Regions from separate parts of the Sus scrofa genome. Here region 1 is linked to region 2. A link is a contact called in public HiChIP or PLAC-seq data. All regions are on one chromosome and are shown on one strand. Each heading gives the region's core, a stretch centred on a gene start, on an enhancer-like site or on the middle of the called end of the contact. The rest is flanking DNA. Distances are from core to core; before and after follow the strand shown. Region 1 overlaps CLEC16A (protein CLEC16A). Region 2 overlaps RMI2 (recQ-mediated genome instability protein 2).

Region 1 (2,700 bases), core at 175-2,674, 260 kb before region 2:
TTACGCAACAGGAATCTTGGGCTTTTTGCGTTTTTTGTTTTGCTGAGAAGTTACTGGAACATGGATGAGAGGTATGGGAAAGGCCAAAAGGTAATGAGGAAAAGGGGGGCTTTCTCCGTGCAGAGACTGGCAAAAATAGCACTTTGGGTCTTGACTGACACATAATCAGAACTGGAAGTACACTGGAAATTGGCCCAACATCTGGTCAGCTTTCGAAATAGTTGGTCTCTAGTTTTCCAAAGCTGGCGATGCTTGCACAACTCCAGCCAAGGAGCCCAAAAGAAAAACATCTTTTGACCATTATTTACCCGGCAGTGTTGTGGTCTCTTTGTTGCAGGTTTGTATGCCTGCTTCTTTCCACGCTGCCCTGGTCGAGGTCTTGTCTTTTCCATGCCTGTCCCAACTGGGGGCCACCGCTAAGGAGGAAGGATCCAGACACCAGAACTTGGAGGGGAAGGAAGCTTAGGAGCTGGTCCCTGACATCGCCAAGCCACACCCTTCTCTTCTCTGTGGGATTCTCTCAGTTGGTCAGCGGGGCCTCCTGAGTTTATTGGGTGGGAGCCATGGCAGGGGAGCCCCGCTCTGGCTCTGACTCACGGGGGCGGCGCAGGATCTGACCCCTCCAGGAAGCACGCGGGCTGCTGGAGTGCAGACGCCCCAGCACAGCTTCCCAGGCCATGTGAAGGGTGTCTGGGTTTCTCTGGAATTTGTCTGTCACTCGGCACTTAAGGCTTGAAGCAAATAGGACCGTATATTATCTACAGTGTTTATTTCAGTCCGAGGGGAACAGCGAGTGCAGGCACTCGACAGGTTTGTAGCAAAACCCGCCTCTCAGTGACTGGAAACCTGCGCCTGTCTGTCTCTCTGCCTGCCTGTCCATCCGTCCACCTGCACGTGTGCCATGTCCCTTTCACTCACATGTCCTTGTCATGTTGTCACATTGACCTTGTACATTCACAGCTGCCAGCCAGCGTTCTGTTTGGACTGGGAAGAATGTCTTGGCAGAAGAGAGACGGGGAGGAAATGAGGCCCTGCAGGAACTTTGGGGAAAGAACAGAGATGTTTGGGGAAGTTTTCCGCAAAGTTTTGCCGTGTGTTGTGTGGACTGGGCCCTGCTCTGCCCCCTCCCTGGCTGTGGGCAGGTCTCCTTCACACAGAATGGGTGGCACTATGGAGTCTGTTTGGCAGGAGGTGCTGGAAGCGCGGAGGTCACCTTGGGTGGCCAGTGGGCTGGAGACCACCCTAGAGTTGGCCAGAACACAACCAGATCATGTCCCTCCAGGGGTCCTGGCATCCAGGCCCGGCCTGGCCCTCCCCCCACATCTGCCTCATCACTTCCTCCCTCGGGCCCCCACCTGCCCTCTGCAGGCTCCTCCACACTCCCTGCCCTGCCCTTGGCCTGCCAGGTCCTGCTGGTCCCAGAATCCAAGCCAAGCTGCTCGTCACCAAGCTGCTCATCCCTGAGCTGTCCTCAGACAGCTCAGCCTGGCTTCTCTGGGCCTTCCAGCGTAGCTCAACGTGAGCTCTGGGTCGGTTGTTCTCGCATCTGTCGTTTTGTTCCTCTTTTGCTCCTTGTGTAGCACAGCCGAGGTGGAAACACATCAAGCCGTGTTCACAGTAAAAATCCCCATCAGCGCGAGGTAGTGACAGGTGACGGCTGTTGAACGTGAGCGCAGGCGTCGTCACTGTGGCCTGACAGCCATTCCTGTCCTTATTCCCATTGCACTTGTAAGGAGACTGAGGGTCAGAGAGGTCAGGTGTCAAAACGGAATGCCTCCATCGCCGTCGCTGCAGTGGGAAAGGAACCCCGGAGAGCAGGAGCCCGAGGCAGGAGGAGGCCCCGCAGGGAGGGGCGGCCGCCGACAGCCCCCCCCACCGCCGCGGGCCCCTCCCCTGCTGCCTTGGGCTCCCCGCGGTGCGGGCGCACTCTCCCCACCCGGACCCTGTCCACCTTTGGAACCGCCATTTCTAACTATGCTTCTTCCTTGCTCTGTGACCTTGGGGTTGTGGCTTGACGTCTCTGGGCCGTAATTTCCTCCCTAAGGAAGAGGTTGCATTGGCATCTGGTCCTGGGACGTTCTCGAAGTGTCGCCATGCCCGGGGTCTCCCCGCTTCACAGAGAGTGCAGCTGCTGGCCGAGGAAGGGCAGGGTAACCTTGGCAGGTTTTCATCCTCCCGAGAGATGATTTTGCCACAGATTTCCTCGTTTCTGACAAATTCTAAGCGAGTCAGGGCAAAAACAGGAAAGAGACAAAGAGAGAACTCGCCACAGACATTCAGGAGCTGATCGGAGCCTGTGTCTCCCTGGTCCTCCTCCGCATCTGGGCTCCTTCTGCCACCTGCTTGGAAGCAGGATGCCGGCTGGTGGGTCAGCAAGTTGGGTTATGCGCCGGGCAGGCCCAGGAGCCATTTTTCTCCCCAGAGCCACCGAGCGACAGTTTCCCTGGGAAAAAAACAAACGCCGGAAAGATTCAGTAGACATTCTTCTTGCCATGTAATAAACCAGAATGCTTTAGAGTTAGGCCTTTAGTACCAAAATGGGATACCGAGTCCACAAATTAAATGTTCATCGCAATCAGATTTTTTGACGAAGCCATGTCGCTGAGGCGTGAGTGGGGACCTAGCCCATTCCAGCCCTCAGCCCCTCGCCTCACCCCTGTCATCTCCTTGGCATGACTGAGCCTCCGGTTCGGAGCTGGA
Region 2 (2,737 bases), core at 23-2,522:
GGCCAAGTTTTGCTTTCAAGGAGAGAGCCACTTCCCCAAGGGAATGGGAAGAAAGTCGTGGTTAATATGTCATGAGATCATTGTGATGGCAGCCTGCCCTCTTGTTGATTTGCTTGCGGGTGCCCAGCTGGTGGCAGGAGGTGGCAGGGATTGGTCTCAGGCTGTTGGAACAACAGGGTGACGTGGGGTGCTGCCCCCATGCCCAGCCCTCTTGGCGTCATGAAGGGAAAATGGCCTTGGGGCTGTCAGGGGTTGTCTTTTGCGGAAAGAGGCCCAGTCCTGTGCAGAGACTGGTCCCAGACTCTGGCACTGAGCAGGGGACCAGAAGGGAACAGCTCGAGTTTTCTGGCCCTGTTTTAGAGCAGCCTAATTTCACCTCCTCCTCTGATGCGAATGTCTCTTTCAATACCTTGGGCTTGACAGCTTTGTGCGTGATGGCAGGGTGCTGTGACTTTTAACATTTTAAAACCAGAAATCAAGGAGTTCCCGCTGTGGCGCAGTGGTTAATGAATCCGACTAGGAACCAAGAGGTTGTGGGTTCGATCCCTGCCCTTGCTCGTTGGGTTAAGGATCCGGTGTTGCTGTGAGCTGTGGTGTAGGTTGCAGACGTGGCTTGGATCACGTGTTGCTGTGGCTGTGGCGTAGGCCGGTGGCTACAGCTCCAATTCGACCCCTAGCCTGGGAACCTCCATATGCCGTGGGAGCGGCCCTAGAAAAGGCAAAAAGACAAAAAATAAAATAAAACCAGAAATCAAAGAAGATACAGAGGTCACTCTCCAGGTTCAATGTGGCTCTGACTGTCACGTTGTGTATTTCGATTTCCAGCTGCCTTGGCAATTTGCTATCTCTCTCTGCATTTTTGGGTGTCCTGTTTGCCTCTCTCTGATAAAGTTAAGCCCTCTCAAGGACTGGGTCTCTGTTTTGTTTTTATTTGCTCTTTATCTTTATTTATTTTCTCTGTGCCTGTGAACTTTACCGCCCGGGCCTCTCTTCTTCCAGGAAAGTATGTGATGGTGATGGGAGTGGTTCAGGCCTGCAGCCCTGAGCCCTGCCTGCAGGCTGTGAAGATGACAGACCTTTCCGATAATCCGCTCCACGAGAGCATGTGGGAGCTGGAAGTGGAAGATTTACACAGGAATATTCCTTAGATGGTGTGGGAACCGTCCATAAAAGCAGCCGAAACACTGAAACAGCTCCGGTTCTTATACCATCTGGATTTCATGGCCACCACTCAGTATACATTTCTCAAAAGCATATCTGAGAGCTTAGCTCCAAGAAGTCCGGATGTAGGATTTCTAAATCCTGGGACACATCAGTGAACTCAGCCCCTGCTGCCCCTTGCTTTGACTGTTTGCTGATGAAAAGCAGATGTTTCGTTTGGTTCTCTGTCTCTGTCTCTGTCTCTCTTTCTTTTTTTTTTTTTTTTTTTGCTTTACATGGGTTAACGCTCTCTTCCTAAAGCACCCAGGAATCTCCCGTCGCATTTGCCAAGTTTTACAAGTGATGATGCTTTTTCCATGACCACCACGACCCAGTTTTACGAGGCAAAATTTGAATCTCGGTCTCTGCCCACGGAGATTAAAGTGTGGTTCTGGGCAGGAAAACAGGCTGCATGGAAAAGGAATGACCTCATGGCTCCATGGCTCCCCCGTCAACAACTTCCATGTCCAGTTTGCAAGTCCAGCGGGGTGTTCTCTAGCTGCAGGCCCTGGGGCCTCTCAAAGACGCAGCCCTCTTCCTGCTTCGGATGCCGCTCAGCCCTGGGGGGAAGGTCCCTTCCCCGCAGGTGGGGACCGTGAAGCCTGCCCTTCTTCCTTCACTTGGGATGTTGAAACCCTTCCAGAGTTTCTTGTTGAAACCAAAGTCAAGGTTAAGAAGGACTTCCAGGCACGAATGAAACTTTTGGTGAGACTCTGGGAGGGAGACACGGTCCTGGGTCAGCATCTGCGCCGGGTTTTGTTGTGATTGCATTGAGTGCTGGCTTGCTGCTCTCGGCTGCTTCCCCAACATCCATTTTCCCTCGCGCTGTAAATGCCGGGCAGCCCTCGTTGCTGTAGAGTTTTGCTGGGCTATTGATTTCTACCACTAATACATTGTTTTCTAGGCTGTATGTTTTTCAAATAGGTTTGTAAGCCAGCTGACATCTCTAGATAAAAAGAGCAGAAGGTACGGGAGTTCCCACAGAGGCCTCCCTCAGTTTCCGCTGCTGTTAACATCATGCCGGGGTGCGCTCCGTTTGTTGAAATGGATGAGCCGGCACCGATACAGTCTTATTAAGTAAAGCCCACTATTTACGGTACGGCCAGGCTTTGTGCTGTGTGCAGTTCAGTGCGTGTTACAAAGGCCCCAATCATATCATGTGTTCACCATTAAAATATACAGAATACTTTTGTTTCCCTAGAAATCCTCTGAGCTCCCCCAGTTCGTCCTGCCCTCCCCCTAACCCCAGGCCACCACTGATCTTTGTGCGTCTCCATAGTTTCACTTTTCCAGAATGTCGTGTGGTTGGAATCCCACGTACGGAGCCTTTTCAGAGCGGCTTCTTCTGCTCAGCAACGTGCAGTGAAGGTTTGTCCCTGTAGTTCTGTAGCCTGAGCGCTCGTTTCTCTTTCTCCTGACTCATCCTCCTCCGCTGTGTGGATGCACCAGAGTCTCTTTACCAATTCACTTATTGAAGGACACGGGTTCGATTCCCGGTTTCAGCATTTCCTCATTAATAGCAAGGCTGCTGCAAACA

Evidence for each region. HiChIP or PLAC-seq counts read pairs in DNA pulled down with a chosen protein or histone mark.
Region 1: an H3K27ac HiChIP or PLAC-seq map of skeletal muscle shows a contact between it and region 2. The contact joins two enhancer-like sites. A contact is called at or near these places in 2 of 47 Hi-C or Micro-C datasets (embryonic fibroblasts and fetal heart ventricle) and 1 of 2 datasets of contacts at active chromatin or transcription factors (skeletal muscle).

What each region holds. Positions count from the first base shown.
Region 1 is chr3:32,068,960-32,071,659 of Sscrofa11.1, reverse strand. The region is part of intron 13 of CLEC16A (protein CLEC16A); the gene reads left to right. Among named protein-coding and RNA genes, the nearest start is that of CLEC16A, 88 kb to the left of the region's middle. Within about 2 kb of position 1,424, at least 27 of the 83 cell types and tissues checked have an H3K27ac peak or open chromatin away from gene starts, as enhancers often do. A contact at or near this core is called in skeletal muscle, where this site is marked.
Region 2 is chr3:31,808,711-31,811,447 of Sscrofa11.1, reverse strand. It overlaps RMI2 (recQ-mediated genome instability protein 2), which reads left to right. Exons shown (of 2, transcript XM_003124595.4): 2 at 1,000-2,737. The coding sequence ends at 1,148. Among named protein-coding and RNA genes, the nearest start is that of RMI2, 4.8 kb to the left of the region's middle. Within about 2 kb of position 1,272, at least 36 of the 83 cell types and tissues checked have an H3K27ac peak or open chromatin away from gene starts, as enhancers often do. A contact at or near this core is called in skeletal muscle, where this site is marked.